Linked DNA regions of Drosophila melanogaster: region 2 is linked to region 1. Evidence: chromatin contacts called from public Hi-C data. All regions are on one chromosome and are shown on one strand. Each heading gives the region's core, a stretch centred on a gene start, on an enhancer-like site or on the middle of the called end of the contact. The rest is flanking DNA. Distances are from core to core; before and after follow the strand shown. Region 1 holds the start of Sema1a (Semaphorin 1a). Region 2 overlaps Sema1a (Semaphorin 1a).

What was found. Hi-C and Micro-C count contacts between places; a contact is called where the count stands out from the background.
Region 2: a Hi-C map of the Kc167 cell line shows a contact between it and region 1, with 5 times the contacts expected there. The contact joins the enhancer-like site here to the promoter of Sema1a in region 1. A contact is called at or near these places in 37 of 107 Hi-C or Micro-C datasets (the Clone 8 cell line, the D17-c3 cell line, the Kc167 cell line and 17 more) and 2 of 6 datasets of contacts at active chromatin or transcription factors (the Kc167 cell line and the S2 cell line).

What each region holds. Positions count from the first base shown.
Region 1 is chr2L:8,537,050-8,545,016 of dm6, reverse strand. It overlaps Sema1a (Semaphorin 1a), which reads right to left and starts at 2,870. Exons shown (of 22, transcript NM_135399.5): 1 at 2,805-2,870; 2 at 1-473. It overlaps CG17834, which reads right to left. Exons shown (of 6, transcript NM_164827.2): 4 at 7,946-7,967; 5 at 7,554-7,786; 6 at 3,578-4,559. The coding sequence ends at 3,781. It overlaps tRNA:Asp-GTC-1-4 (transfer RNA:Aspartic acid-GTC 1-4), which reads left to right and starts at 3,394; the gene lies at 3,394-3,465. It overlaps tRNA:Asp-GTC-1-5 (transfer RNA:Aspartic acid-GTC 1-5), which reads right to left and starts at 3,256; the gene lies at 3,185-3,256.
Region 2 is chr2L:8,610,239-8,618,205 of dm6, reverse strand. All of the region lies in intron 3 of Sema1a (Semaphorin 1a), which reads right to left. Among named protein-coding and RNA genes, the nearest start is that of tRNA:Asp-GTC-1-6, 5.8 kb to the left of the region's middle. Within about 2 kb of position 4,040, at least 8 of the 39 cell types and tissues checked have an H3K27ac peak or open chromatin away from gene starts, as enhancers often do. A contact at or near this core is called in the Kc167 cell line, the S2 cell line, embryonic neurons and 1 more, where this site is marked.

The DNA.
Region 1 (7,967 bases), core at 1,621-4,120:
AATTTTTTGATTCGCACCGATCGCTTGTCGTACTTAAACAAATTATAGACACTTACACGAGACAACACCGAAGAACACAAATTTGTTATATTTACTTTATACGCAGATTAATGCCAGCGGACGACGATGAATAATAGGATAACAGCAAGAACAACAACAACGATGCACGACGACGACGACGACAAATATTGTACATATGTACAGAGGATACAAGGACTCACGCACACAGATGCAGACGCAGATGCACGGGCGCGATAACGGTTATATCGGATATATGAATAGACGAAACGACGAACGGGGGGGCGGGGCGGTGCGGTGCAGGAGTCGAATTAACGCGACGGCGATTATCCCTTAACGGTACCGGTTCTTCATGCGATAAGTAGGCTACGGATGCGATTTCTGAGCATATTTTCTTGGTTTATTCTTTTTCTTTATTCAAATTTGCCTTATTCACTTTGTTTCTGGCTTAAATACTGTGGAAATGGGAGAAGGAAAACTGGATTAGATTTCAGTTTCCCAATCAAAAGTTATGGCCGCAGGAAGAGCTTATCTTGAACACAAATATCTGGCATGTAGGGCTTTTTGAATTAAAATTAATATTTGCTACGATATGAAACACGATTTGATGAAGAAATGATCAAGAAATATCAATTGAAACACTTTGTAATTCAACTTTTTTCCTGATAAATTTCTTATTATGACAACAGTACTTTAGTTTTCTTTTTTTGGTTGGCAACGCGCTGCGGAGAGATGCGAATGGGGGGCACAAGGCAGAGTCGAAAAACATTATGCGGGGGGTGCGTGAGTTTGAGGAAGAAGAATAAGAGAGTGCTGCTCTCTCCCACTCTTACTCTCACTCTCTCTGAGTCAATTTGAAACGCCGCGAGAATGAAATGCAGCGAAACGAATGGTGCACAAAACGTGGCCAGGAAAATAGAGAAATAAACAAAATATAAAAAGGATAATCCCAAAGAGAGAGGGAGGGTGGGTTAGCGAGAGCCAGGACCGTTTCATTCCCAAAACGTACCCAAAACAGAATACAAAAGCCTGGCTCTCCTTTCAACTCTCTCGCCCTCTTGCTCACACCCGCAGGATGGCGAAAAATCAATGAAAAATATGTGGAAAAATTGCCGAAATTGTATATTTTTGTGGATTCGCTCTGCTGCGGCCTAAACTTTGGGTGGAAACACAGTTTTCGTTATTTTCTTTTTCTAATGTGCCATAATATTCCAATTTTGTTGTGATTGCCAATTGCAATTGGGCAATTTTCGGCTTTATTATTGTTGCACACAAACACTCACACTAGCTCTCGATTGCACATGTTTCTAAATTGAGCAATTACCAATTTATTAATTAATGTACACAATGGACAAATCACTTTTCACAATTGCGCGACACAAAGGTAGCGGTGCTGGAATTTGTTTATCAACGCGAAAGAAACATTTATATCCTTGTCGAATATCCGGAAATTAACAAGAAAATATCTTGAAAAATAATATTTTACAAGAAACCAAATTTCGTTTTATGCAGCGTTTCTACCGGCGATTTATCCAATATTTTTGTTTATTTATTAATGCTGTTTTCAGATATTTTCCAACCGGAGCAACAACGCGCTGCAGCAGCGCGGGCGTTAAATTTTCGAATGAAAAGGGAACTCGCACGAAAGAGAGTTCAGTCTCAAATGGCACTTTCTCTGGCGCTAGGGCATTTTCCGCGCGTTAGTGCGTTTTCCAGCGCTGACTGCGAAGTCGCGAACGGTCACTTTTTCGGTTCTCTTTTTCTCTCTCCTCTCTTCTCTTAACAGCTGGTCAACAAACAATATGCAAATTAAAAAAAAAAACAATAAGGATAATTATTTTATTGACCTAAATATTAAACTAAGAGCGTGCTACTAAAAATTTATATAAAAATTGCAGGCCATAACACCATGTTATTTATATTACCGAATTTTATTGGAAAAAATGTTGTCTATGGCAAATTGAAAACATTAAAAAATATTAATAAATTTTTATCTAAAATTACTCAAACGATAAAATGCTTGAGCTCTTTTATTTGTTCACGCAAAATTGGAAAACACATACACGGTTAAGTTTCTTATTTCATAAACATATTAGTTTCTTGTGTCCTTTAGAAGGAACACGCTTAAAGAGAAATTTTAAAATGAGAGGCTCTCTTCAATAAGCCCTCTCCTCTCACTATTTCCTTTTCGTTGACTGAAACTCCCCCTCAATATAATCGGCCGCTTTAAACTCTTATTCTCCCTCGCGATACTTAAAATAATTAATTTAGTTATTCAAAAAAAATCAAGAATATTTTGAAAATTATGGAAAATACATAGTTTCAATTCAAATAGAAAATAGAAATAATGTTTGAAATTTCCGTCGTTCCGCTCTCAGTGGGCGCGGGTGAGACTGCGCCTGTCAAGGGCGTTTGTGTACGAATTTTGAATATCAACAATCTGAGGGCACGTGTAGAAAAAAATTTTTAAAAATTATATATTAGGAGAACACTTCTATAATCAGAAACCATATTTAGTCACCAAAAATAGTTCTTCTCGAATAATAAATACGTTTGGTACCTGGTACCTAATTGAAACCTGGCAGCTCTACACTCTTTTCCTATTAGGTTCTCTCTTAAAACGCGCTCTCTGTTTTGCCGGCCGTTTATATGTATTGCTTTATTTATAATTTACAATTTAACCAATTCACTTGGACACGCTTCTTATTCATATTTGTTTAATTCACAACTTAATAAATTATTAGGGCACTCTACGAAATATATTGTTTATGTTTTTATATGAGCACCTTGCAAATAAAACAACTAGAATGTTTTGTTGTACAAACAACACACACGCCAATACGAATGAAAACTGGTCGACTAGCGTTGCCATTGGGAATTTCTACAGCCAGTGCTACCATATTGGGTGGTAAGCTAAATGGGTCCGGCTTACAGTTACCCCTTAACAAAACTTATATACCCGTTGAAATGTGTTTCATTATATATCACTTCCAGGATGACCTAATTAAATATACATGTTTGACGTTTTTTTAAGCTATATGGTGCAATTTTTTATTTTAATTTGTTGGTCTGAAACATGTATTGCATTACTTAAATTTTGAAATTAAAAAATTAAAAAATTAAATTAATAAATTAAAACAATCAACAAAAAGTAATTTTTACATCTCTCCCCGACGGGGAATTGAACCCCGGTCTCCCGCGTGACAGGCGGGGATACTAACCACTATACTATCGAGGATGTTGTCTACCCACTGTCAAACAACCGTCTCGAGCTTGCACACTGTCTTCAGAGTACAAATGGGGAACAGATGAAATTGAAACAAGCATTCACACTCCGCAAACGGAAAACCCGAGTTTGACTCACTTTGTATAACATCCTCGATAGTATAGTGGTTAGTATCCCCGCCTGTCACGCGGGAGACCGGGGTTCAATTCCCCGTCGGGGAGATAAGTGCATTTTTTTTCAAGCTCGCATTTATTTCTTTTAAAATGGTACAAATAGATATCGTTTAGATTTTTATAAAGATTTATTAAGTAGGATCTTTAATCGCTGTTTTTTGTGGTAAAATACAATTTATTTTGTAATATCAATCATTAATTCAAAATGAAGTACATCTGAATACTGAGGAATTGTTTGGACAAGGTCATTGCTTAGAAGATAATACAGAAAACGCATAAGCAGGTACTAAAGGCTAATAAATTTAAAACATTAAAAACATGGACAAAGTGATTAACAAATAAATATGTATATCTGCAGTGCGACTAGTCAACCTGCTTGCCCTCGTCGCGATTTCGTTTGAAGGACACGGAATGAATAAGTAAGGGCGGTAGATTGCCACGCAGCATCTGGAGTCGTTTGCTCTTCTCCTTCTCTGGCCGTCGCAGTTCGTCCTTGGAGGACCCGGGCGAGGCAGAGGACGAGGCCATCGATGGCGACATGGAGGCCAGTGAACTGGCGCCGGGCAGCACCTCAGAGCTCTGGGTCAATAGCATGGCAGATCGACGGAAGTAGCGCGGCATGGAGTAATCATCCTGTGTGGCCCGAGCAGCATTCGCCGTTTGAATGGAATAGAGACTCTGCGATACCCGGTACTTCTCAATAGTGGGCGTGTCCTCGTAGTTCTTAGGCAGATTACTGAACGATATCGATGGCACCTCCGGCGTCATGCTGATCTGACTGCTTCCGGTCATCGTACCGCTAATGGAGAATATATCCGTCTCACTGGCCGACGAACGGACATTCATGTGCGGAACGCTCTTGGCGGATCGCAGGATCCGTTTGGGCGTGGTCGTCAGTCCACTGGGGTTGGCCAGCAGATGAGGATGCCGGTCGATGAGGCGAGGTCGCAGCACCACCTCCTCCATGATCTCCTCCTCCTCATCGGCCTTGTCGTCCTCCTTCTCCTCCTCGGCAATGGCCTCGAACTTTTTGGGAGTAAGTGTCGTTTGGCTACCCGACGGCGAGCATTCGGCCGAACTGGGAGCCAGGGTGAAGGTGATTCGCTTCTCGGTCGATCCTGTTCTCGCATCAGTGGCATCTCCTGCAAAAAGAAGATATACTCCGTTTAAAAAGTGTTCTGCATTTGCAAGTAACTAAACCCATATTATTTAGAGATATTGTCCTGATTTCATTGTACCCTAATTAGCCAGCTGCCAGAGAGGACAATATTATCTTTGGAAGAGTTGGAAAAGTAGATGCCATTGTAAGACGCATAAAAGGTTGGCAAACAAGATAACGGTTGAGTTCATGGCAGATAGGAAAGATATGTGCAGATAATAACTAGCCCTCGACTTTGGCTAAAATGGAAATTTTAGAGGCGGAACTTACTAGTTAAGTTTTATAGTAAATTTAATAGATTATTAGTCTTGCCTTCTTTTGACTTAATATTTCTGTACTCTTAAGATTTATAAATTTAATTTCATTTGACAACAAATACCCAAGCAATTGGGTAAGATGCATTTAAGCATCAAATGAGTCGTACCTTATCAGTATTATTTTTTATAGTATTCATTCTGATTCAGTCAATATTTTAGTATATAATTGCAATAAAATTTTGTTTCTTTATTTGGATAACAACATTGCGCTTTCAAGGCAAGTCATTTTCAAATATGTACATACTTAGTAAAGTCGCTTTGATAGTTTATTTGTGAAATGAAACTTAAAAGTAGGATAAAATTTAGCTGCAGTTAAAGATTATACTAATTCTGTTATGTAAAAATATGTATAGATACTTATGAAATCATTTAATTTACTGCCTAATAATTCTTAATCGGTAACTACTTAGATTTTGTTTTGAGAAAGCAAAATGTGTTAAACAATACAATATGACGTATGATTTAAGTATCGTCAAGACCCCCGACAATAAACGTCAGCTTTATAAGGTATAAGGTATAGGGTTCTGACGAAATAATATGATGTAGATGTGGAAATACTTAAAACAAAACAGCTATAAACTGTATAGGAGCCATTGACTGGCGAATCGGAAAAGTCATCCGACATTAGCAAGAGAACGTGATGACTACGTGAATGTAATTAAGATATCTCATACACACGTATGTATAACAATATAATTTACAAGTATAAATAAAAATGAAAATAGTACCGTGCATAAAACTTAATTGACAACTGAAACTGGGCTATTTATTGTTTACTGATCGCTGTTATTGTTTCGTTTTATTTCGAAATGAAACCTGAGATTATTCGAACATACAATCAATTAAACGCGATTTGTTAAATATCGATACATACAACACCTGCTGTTTAAATATTTTTAATTGAAAAGATCAATATATAATTGTATATTTAACATGCATAATATGAAGACGGAATTTATTTTCTATAGATATACTGATGTATTGATTATTTTTCAATTAACCTAAAACAAGTGAAGATGATATCTATATGTTATCATTTTTGCTTGGAGTTTTTAAATGTGTTCTATAGAATGAAATGACAGCTCTAAAGTTCTACAAATTTGACGATTTCTTTATTTTTATCAGCTAAGGAGGAATCGATTGTTAGCATGCAAAAACTGATTACCAGCTCGAGTTTCTTATCTATAAAAAAAATTACCTATACGTGTATTTTTGACAAAATACATAAATGGGCAGAAATATTCATATTGCATGGGTGTTTATTTGCTGTTAACACTCTTTTATATGGTCTCGATAAGAAAATCGAATATTTGACTAATTACGTTTGGTTCGTTTTGCTGATGGAATGGGCTTGGTGGCATAAGTCGGTCGCTGTGATTAACCATTTGCGAATATTGCGATAAATCAGTGGCGCAGGCCTAATAGCCCATTAAATCATCTCCAATTGCCAATGGTTTTATCTCTGCTTCCAATTGTGATAACAAATGTGTGACGTGCCGCAAAATATGTTTCTTTTTTTTATATATAACTCCAGATGAAACCAGTACCTTAAGGTGCTGTCTGCGTCATTGAGAAATAAAATTGTTAATTAAATTTGGACTCGGATCCAGATTTGTTCTTTTCCGCTCTTCCTCGTTTGGAGGTTCGAACTTCGAATGAATGAATTTCTTTTTTTTTTAAGCCAAATGGGGTTAATGGATTGTGAGTCAAGCCTGCGGAAAAATTTGGATTGCAAAAATTTGTAATAATTGTTTGAGCAAATGTGAAATTTGCTTTTCATATCGTCTTCGAAATTTGTTCATATATTGCTTATGCATTTTTTAGATTCCCTTTTTAATAAGCCAAGACTTTATTTGATTTTCGTAGATTCTCAGTGAAATCATTTCAACCACTTCTGAGAAATCTATCGAAAAACTGAACGCTTAGAATGTGAATATGTTTGACTAAGCGATCCCAGTCCCATGCAATTAGTAAAAGCTGTTGAGTAATGCCAACTTGACAAACAAAGCAATTGTTCAAAGTGCACAAAACAATTTGCTAAAATGATGGTAGGCGCGATTTAAAGGCACGACGATGTTGTATTAATCAGAACTTTTACGTAAAGATGAAGTCAGTAGTCAGTCAATTTAAATAGCACCTAAATATATATAAAATATGTGGAGCGTAAAAGTGAAAACCAAGCGAAAATTTTGTTTAAAAACTTTATGAAAATCATACTGTTTGCTCTTTGTCGCTTAGGACTAAACAATTACAAGGTCCAACAATTAAGACTTAAATGGTAAACGTTTAAGCTAACTTAAATTAGGCTACTTAGGAGTATAGATAATACTAAATGCCAGTCGCACTGGCATTGCTGTCTCTATCGAATATTGTGTAGCAACACTTACAGCTAATTAGTTAATAATATTAAGTCACATTTTGGCGATATTGGTCACTCTCCAATTGATTATATCCGCATTGCGAGAGTTCCTCAATCTTTGGCACAAATACTGCTAGTACCCATTGAACCCCAAAACCCATCGATGTTCAGTTCAGATAGAACTTGACCTTGGGCACACCGCTGGATACGATGCTGCTGCTGCGGGTGCTCTTGCCGCTGCTTTTACCATTAGCAGCACCACCCAAAAGTGGGGTGTGTGCACCACTGGGGCCATCATTACCTTCCAGACGTCGCAGCAATCGATCCTGATCGCTGAGCCGCGGAGTTGTCGGCATTTCGCGATTCGGCGAATGGATTCCGGCCAGATAGGTCTTGGTGCTGATCCGGTTCAGCTTGGTGGGCTGATGGTCCTGGAAGATTTGCGAATTGGCAAAAACCGCCAGTATCTCCGGTCCCAGGTTGGGCACATTGATCTGTGTCTCCCGACGATAGTCCTCCTCGTGGATCTTGGCGCTAAAAGGGCCACAAAGAAAACAGATATTGGTTATAATGTCAATTGATATGGCCAACAGTAAGCCAACACGAGCATGCCAATTAATCGCTAATCGCCAGCCAACCAAACAAAGTGCGAAATGCGATCTCTGGATTGGGATTTGATCTATCTATTAGTACCTCATTAGGCTCAGGCCCAAGC
Region 2 (7,967 bases), core at 2,791-5,290, 72 kb before region 1:
CAAGAGATTTTCCCAACCGCCCAGAAGAGGCTGCGAAAAGCTTTTTCCATTTCATTTTCATAATTTTGCCATTTGGCAAGTATCTCACGCGTTTGCAATTATGTGAGGATTTTTCATTTCATTTGAGTTCGGGTCCATTCGAGACCGCAGTTGTAAGAGATTCTTCTATTGTTCATGTTTTGCTTGCTGCACATTTATGCGCAACCGCATTTCGAAAGCAATAAATTCTGCAGCTTTGCCCCAAAGTTGTGGAAGCAACAAAAACAGCGACAAACGGAATACAAAAAGTACGTGAAAGCTGCGAAAGAAAACTTTGCTCATTTGTGGCCACCGAATATTTTGATTTCCATTTTTATATTCACTCAGCAAAGCTCTGCGTGAAATATAAATTAATAAGTGTGCACACGGCAAGAAATTAAACATATTTTTTAGCATCGTTCAAAATGATTTTTTTTACAATTTTTTTTAATAATTATATTGAAAACAGAAGTTATATGACAATTTTTTTATATGCATAAAAACTTTCAACAAAATGTGTTTTCATACATAACCAATGATTTTCCCCACACTTAAACAACTATTTCTTTTCTTAAAATGCTTATTGTAGTTGCAAAAATTTGTGCGTACAGTTGAACAACTGGAAAAAGTATATAAATATTTCACACGCTTGTTTTTATTGAAAAGAATATTTTTTGATGTTCCGGCAGCTGTTTACTTGGCTGCCTTTCATTACTTGATTTCATTTTTTCTGTTGCCTCCGTTCTAAGCAAAGTTTTGTGGACTTTTCGCCAGAGCCAGAGCAGCTTGTTATTATTATTTTTTGCCTTCAATGGCAAAAGTTGTAGTAGGAAACAACAATTTCTGCAACCCCACCCCCGCACCGAACTCTCACCACTTTACTCAGTTGAACCTTTGGTCCAAGTTCCCGTCGAGTTTTACCATGAAAATTAATTGCGCATTTATTTTGAGTGAGTTTTCGCATCCTGGCGCAGTAAAGGACGAAACTGGGGGGCTTTCCTTATAACAACCTGCCAGCATTTGCTGTTGCCATTCGCCGTCTTCTGCGGTTCCTTTCATCCCCCGGAAAACACGGCGGCGGTAAAAGTTAAGTAACCGTGCTCGAGTGGCATCGCCCTTCTACAGGTGACTGCGAAGAGGTTTATGCGTGTGAATCTCACGCTCCATTCAGGCAATCAGTATGGCAGCTACTTGTGGTCCTGCACGAGATAGAAGACCATCTCGGGAAATTTTAGAGGAACATTATCAAAAGGGAGATGGGGTAAATCCAACTATCTAACTAGTACAGGAGAAACTGACAGCGAGATTGCTCCATAAATCTTTTGGTTTGTATCTATGGTAGCATTAGGATTAAACCCCATATAAAGAAAGTTGTATCTGTTAATAAACTGGAAAAACTGGAAAACTGATTGCTCAATAAATCTGTTGGTTTGTATCTAAGCTCATAAATTGTAATAATTAAAGTTTAATTCATTTCAAAATAATATCTATAGCTGTGGTCAGCGGCAGCTGACAAATCGCTTCAAAAATATGATTATTTGTATCTACTTGAACTCATAAATTTAACAAATTAAACCATAATTGTGTTTTATTTTAATATTTTATTATCAAGCCGATGCTTGAAATACAGATTTTCAAAAGATTGAGTATGTCAACTAATAAGCTCTCAAACTATAGAATTTCCCAACCAGCCCGCAAATCAATGTGGTTACGATTAAATTTACCGAATCGTAATAAAACCGCAGAAACTAATAATGAAAAATCCAAACGTTAAATGACCCTCTGGGATAGTCAGTTATTCCAACACCCAGTCAAGTTCGATGGAAAGTTGCAGCCACCCAAATTATACACCCCAATCAACCATCAACCATCCAGCCAACACCCATTCCACCCACATCATTTGCAATCCGATAACAATGCGGGTGCGTTTAGTTGCACGATACACGAATGCCAACAAGAAATGCCTCTCGGATAGTCATGGTCCATGCAAATTACGTTAGGCCGGCGACTTTGATGTCGCCAGCAGTGAAATCGAATCACAGGGCAAACACTCAACGTGCCACGTTATCCGATCCGTTGTGGCAACCTGATTTGCTAACGATAATTTCCAGTTTTGAAAGCCATGGCATTTGCATTTCCGGATAGTGCGAGGAGGCACTATGGGGGATTATTGAAGATGTCCATTGGCGGAGCTCCCCCTTTTGATTAGCAATTATACAAGTAGTACTGGAGGATGTGGTCGAGAGCTTGTTGAGACTCAAATAAGAGGATTGCGACGTAAGTAAAACATTTTTTATACCTAAGAACTCAACGTAATAGTTCTTTGTAGAAATAAATTTATCTATGATCTATGACGTCATTCAGTACTTTCATCCAATTCACAGTACGTTCTAATACGAGTAAGTAAGTAGTCATTCTGATAAATGTATATAATTTTATCAAGATATCAGGCTGATTTCCACCCCCTAATTTATTGGGGTTGCAGTTGCCGGGACTCTGACGACACTAATCAGAATTAGTTCCTGCTATATCCGTCCGGCAGACAGTTTGCCCCCAACTGCTTAGTCGTACTTTGTGTCTACAATTTATTTCAGTCGTTTTAATTGATTCTGTCGCTTTCCTCGCTCGGGGGTTCCATGGTTTGCTCCATGGGCTGCCAAAGACGCAGAATGCAGCCGGCGCATCTTGTTATTTGTAGCAATTAATATCCAATATCTGGGTGCTGGCATCATTAGTTTATTTTCCTTTCGCTGCCAACTTTATTTTTATTCCCTTTCCAACAAATATATGTATATATATATATATATCTTTTTTTGTTATTCTTTTCTATCTGTCCGATACGTTTCACTTGGCGCTACAAAGAAAGCTACTAATATCAATGGGAAAACTACAACAAAGGCGCAGGCCAACTTCAGTACTGTTATTAAGAAGCGAAGTGAAAATACACTGGGAAAATCTCTTACTATCATTTAGTTTAATGGAAAACGATGTCACTAATGTTTAATAACTCCAAGTCATTATCAATATTTACAGGATAAGAAATAACTCATTCATTATTTTATGTTTCTTTAGATTTTAAATTTGAATTGCATTTTTTGCAGCAGTGTACAGGATGACCAGGGTTGACTGGCTTCTGCTCAGCTTCTTCCTGATGATGCTGCATTTGACAGACCATTTATCATCCCACTAATTGTGTATCATTAAAAAAAAAAGAGGCAAGTCCGCGCACAGATCCGACACTGGCGTCGATGTTAACCCAAAGGATCCGGGATAGGAGCGGGAAATACAAAATAAAAACAGCTCCGTTTTCATCCGCAGGACGAAGCCACAGCCGGCGGTATCGATGTTCGCTGACAATAGCAGACTGTGACAAGCAGCCGGGCTTGGCTCGAATGCCGGCGACATTAACAGGGGGCACTGGCTACAACAAACAGCCATGACAGTGATAGAAATCTGTGGCAAGCGGATTAAACGTGTTCACAGTCCGCCGGCAGGAGGCAAATGGAAGGAGGTGTCTTTGTAGAAGTCAGTCATCATTATTGCCACTTTGCCACCCACCGAATGGAGCGCAAGCACAATGGGTACGAAAAAGTCGATAGGGGGCACAACTAATGATTCTCAAAGAAATACATATATCAGATAACCCAAGATTGAAAACTTTTCATAAATGATTGGTTTTCGAAAACCCTATAGGATCCCCTTTCATTTTTAGGATTGCTGACTCCGTAACGTGCTCAAATAAGCTCCTTCTACTCTTAGAATTTCATTTAATATGATGTGGTATGTGTTATGCGTTCTAGATCAGAAATCAATAACTTAGAGCGTGCCAGCTTTTTTCTATCCGATTTTACTTTAGCAAAACAAAAGTATATAGTCATATAAAGGTCTGATCCCAGAATTTAACCCTTTTCACAAGTAATCCCCACTGTTCAAGAACGCGGACAACAATGGAGCCGGATGTGTGTCGATGGTGGTGGAAGCCAGACTAATGAGAAACGTGCGCCATGAGTTGCGATAAATGGTTAAGTCAGCGGAATCGCTGATAGTAAGCCATCTATTGCAGGTTCTGCCCCGCGGTAGACCCTCGCAACGCACAAATACATAATAATCATAAAAATTCAAAGCTTCATCGCCTCCCACCCCCCCAACTCACTAAATGGCATCGATGATGGATTACGACGTCAACTCGTTGGGTATGGTACTGAAATTGAGCCCGAGGTCTGATGAAAATGTTAATGTCGTTGCGAATCGCTTTGTTAATCCATCCATCCTACCATCCCATCCAGGACGAGTTGCTTGATTTTCCGATTCCCCAGCCTCGGTCCATTCCCATGGTAAGGTCGGAAAACAATTATGACCAGGCTTTGTGCAGGATCTCCCCGAACTGGTGGCCAAGTTAGTTTGGTGTCCAGGACTGGGCGAAAGTTGTCACGTAATACACACTAATTAATATTGATATTTTCTGATAATGAGCCTTCGATGGCGTGGCCATTGCAGTTTCTGCTTAGTCAATGGCATTTTGATAGGCCGGAATCGATATTCTGCCCTGGGGATAGCTTGCTTCTAATTAGAGAGAAATGCTAATTGAAATAGTAGAGTTGGAAATTCGCTTAAGTGTGTGGAGGAATTTTAAGAGTAAACCCCATCGATTGCTAAGTATGTCAGCGAACTCTCTGCATTGCTAACTGGCTGACTTTCCCATTAGCACATTTTGTGTATCTGAGATTTTGTTCAAACTTAAGCTCACGCATCAAACATAAATTTGTTTATGACTCATATAAAAGCAGCATAGCATCATTAGTTGTAGTTCGCAAGTCGAAAACTACAATAATCTCTGCACTCCCGTAATTAGTTATGTCTGACAGCAAATCTCGATTGCCACACCCACCCATTGTCATTAAAAAGCCCAACACGTATCTTGTTCGACATTTGATAGAACAAACAATACAAAACGAAGCAGGCAAAAGAAAAGGAAAACTCGTTTCGACCTTAACGGGGTCGTAAAGGAGCCAGGAGTTGCTGGTTGGTTGGTTGGTTTCGGTTAGTATGCCAAATGCATTCAACGCGGCAGGTCCTGCAGATCACACTTAATGGTTATGCCCATGTCTACAGCAGCCTCGTAAAAGTGAGAGGGACAAAAGCAATGAAAAGCGCCTATACTGAATGAAAAACGCATAACAAATTGCAAATTAAAAGCTTTAAGGTCACATTCCAAACATCACAAGAGCTTATGTCCTTAGAAACGGTAAGGTTAGCCTATAGATAGATAGATATAGATATATATATTTAGATATATTCATTTTTCATTTCACTTAATTTTTGTTCAGTGTACCTCTTGACATCCTGTTCTCTTCTGGCTACTGATAAGGACGAGTGGGTAGGGCAACAAAAATATTTAATGAAATCAGCAGTGGCACAACAGCGTGGAGATGGAAGCATAACAAAATGCAATTGTTGCATTATTAATTTATATTATGCGCAATTGTTGCAAACTGTGGGCAGAAGGTCCTCGCACACAGATGCACACACACACACACACACATGACCGCCGTTCATGCGGAAAATCGCGGCAAGGACGACGAGGGGGAGTAATCGGGGTAGGAAACAGACACAGGCCGCAAGATAAGCATGTAAAGGTTGCTCGACTGAAACCGTAAAAGAAGCACAAACATAACAAAAAAATATATATATATACTGCAAAGGATAACGACGGCAGGAGGAAGTAGAGCCAACCAATTTGCTACCGCTCTCGCTGCCTTTGTTTCTCGCCCGGAAAGGTGAAGGAAAATGTGGTAATAAAAACAACAATTGAACACAGTTATGATTGAAGTGGAAGCAAAGCCAGCACAAAGGACCTCACCATACGGGGTAGTTAAGTTAAGGGATCTGGGGCCGAGCCACCGCATCCACCACCACCACCATCATCATCACCATCACCACCACCACCACCGCCGACATCAGCACCACAGGTCCATCCCCAGCTGGCGCTGGTATTGTAATACGTATCGATCGATTTGACGGCTGCCACTGCCGATGACACACACACACACACACACGCAGCCTCTTCTAATCGCACGTGATACACAATGAAAGTCGGAAAAATTCACAAAATAATTCCAGATTTGTCGGTGAGAACTACGTACCGAAAAATGCAGCTTACGAATTTTTCTGCCTATTTGAATGACCTTTAAATTGCAATGGTCATGATACACGTTGACCAGTAACAAAATGTTGTCTTCATTTATTTTGTACCCAAAAAATTCACTTTTTCTTAACTTTATGACAATAGGCATACAAAATCTTCCATTAAAATTAATACGATATAAGTTAGACGATTTAAATGCATTAGATTTAGGTCATGTTTGAATTACTTCACGAACCCCTTAGAGCTGATTTATATCACTTTATTAGGAAATGGCATGGTTTCCGCATGAGTTTTAAGCCACGAAAATTTCTTAAGCAATCCGAATGTTAGCGAATCAATAACTCATATCAATGGCTGAGGTAGAGAGACCTCACCTCAATTCCATGTCTAATGCTCAGTTGGCTAATTTGGTAAACCGATTTCTTGCGCATTATTTCCAGCTCAGTTGCTCAATTGATTGAACTAATCAAAGTTTCTGCCTGAGTGCAACTTTCTCGCAGTGTAGCCGGCACAGGAAATGGTAAGTTTGCCAACAATTATGGTTCGCAGGCCCCACCACCTTCCCGCCGCCGCCGCTCATCCCATCCCATCCCATGTGTGTTGTGTTTGTGATCGAACTAAGCGCTGCTCCGTTTACCGCTTTGGGGCCATGGCCCATCATCCAACTTGGGGTTTTGGCAGGGTGGTTTTGGGAGGTTGGACAATGGAGGAGAGAGACTTTGATTATGTTGTTGCCTCAATAGTGGGGAGGCAACAAACGGGTGGCGCCACAAAGGTGGGACAGGGACAGAGGACTAGATCTCGGCGGTCCGTCTCTGTTCGTCGCCGGTTTATGGTTTGCGTTTGCATTTTCAACTAGTTAGCAGCTCTCGACGAGTCAGGCAGCCAAATTGCGGTTCACTATTCCAATGAGACATACACACCAGTACACTGCGCAAAAAATATCGACTCGCACTCCAAGAAACTAATAAGTCTTTGAGCAAATCTAATTCATTTGAAGGCATCGAATCAATCAATAAACGCAAGCATATCATTCAACAGAAGTGGGCTCTTCATCTTTCTCAGTGTATTTAGTATCTGTGTGTGCTTGGTCAAAATAATTGTTATTGTTGCTTGAGTGGAATGGGAATGAGTAGTGGGTTGGGGGTTGGGAGGCGATGAAGAACCGCATCCTCCAAACATTATAACGTTTTGCGGTATTGTGATTAACATTTCGGCCCGAGCCCCTAATGACCAAGTTGTCGACTTAGGATCGACCATTCTCGGCAACGGCAAAGTTATTAAACTCATATGTGTAACTCGGCATTGATTGGCGCCTGGTGGTGTGCGTGTGCGGTTTCCCAGTGTGTGTGAATGACAGAGTTTATATGCGTATGTGTGTGTGAGTGTGTGGATATGTATATAAGGGCCTGTGCCCGCGCTTGTTTGTCCAACGCCTCGTATACGTAATGAGTTTGCATGTGCATTTTCAATAAAAATTCATTTCACAATCGCTTCAGTCGAGTGTGTACAATGCTCGAGTAATTGCATTTTAAAAATTGCTTATTAAGGCAGAAATGGACACGCCCCGTACGCCCAGCTCCCTGATATCCTTTGTGTCGCCTGCCCAACAGAACGAACTGTCGATTCATTCTCCTTCTTTTAATGGCCATTAATTAAAGTTGTAGCCATGCAATTTCTGATTAGCCCACAAATTACATTCACGTAGCTATCTGCAAAATGGGCACTTATACCATTTAATTTCTTACTCAATTTAACCACATAGTAAATTCCCAGTATCAGATTGGGTCAAGAATTGACGATT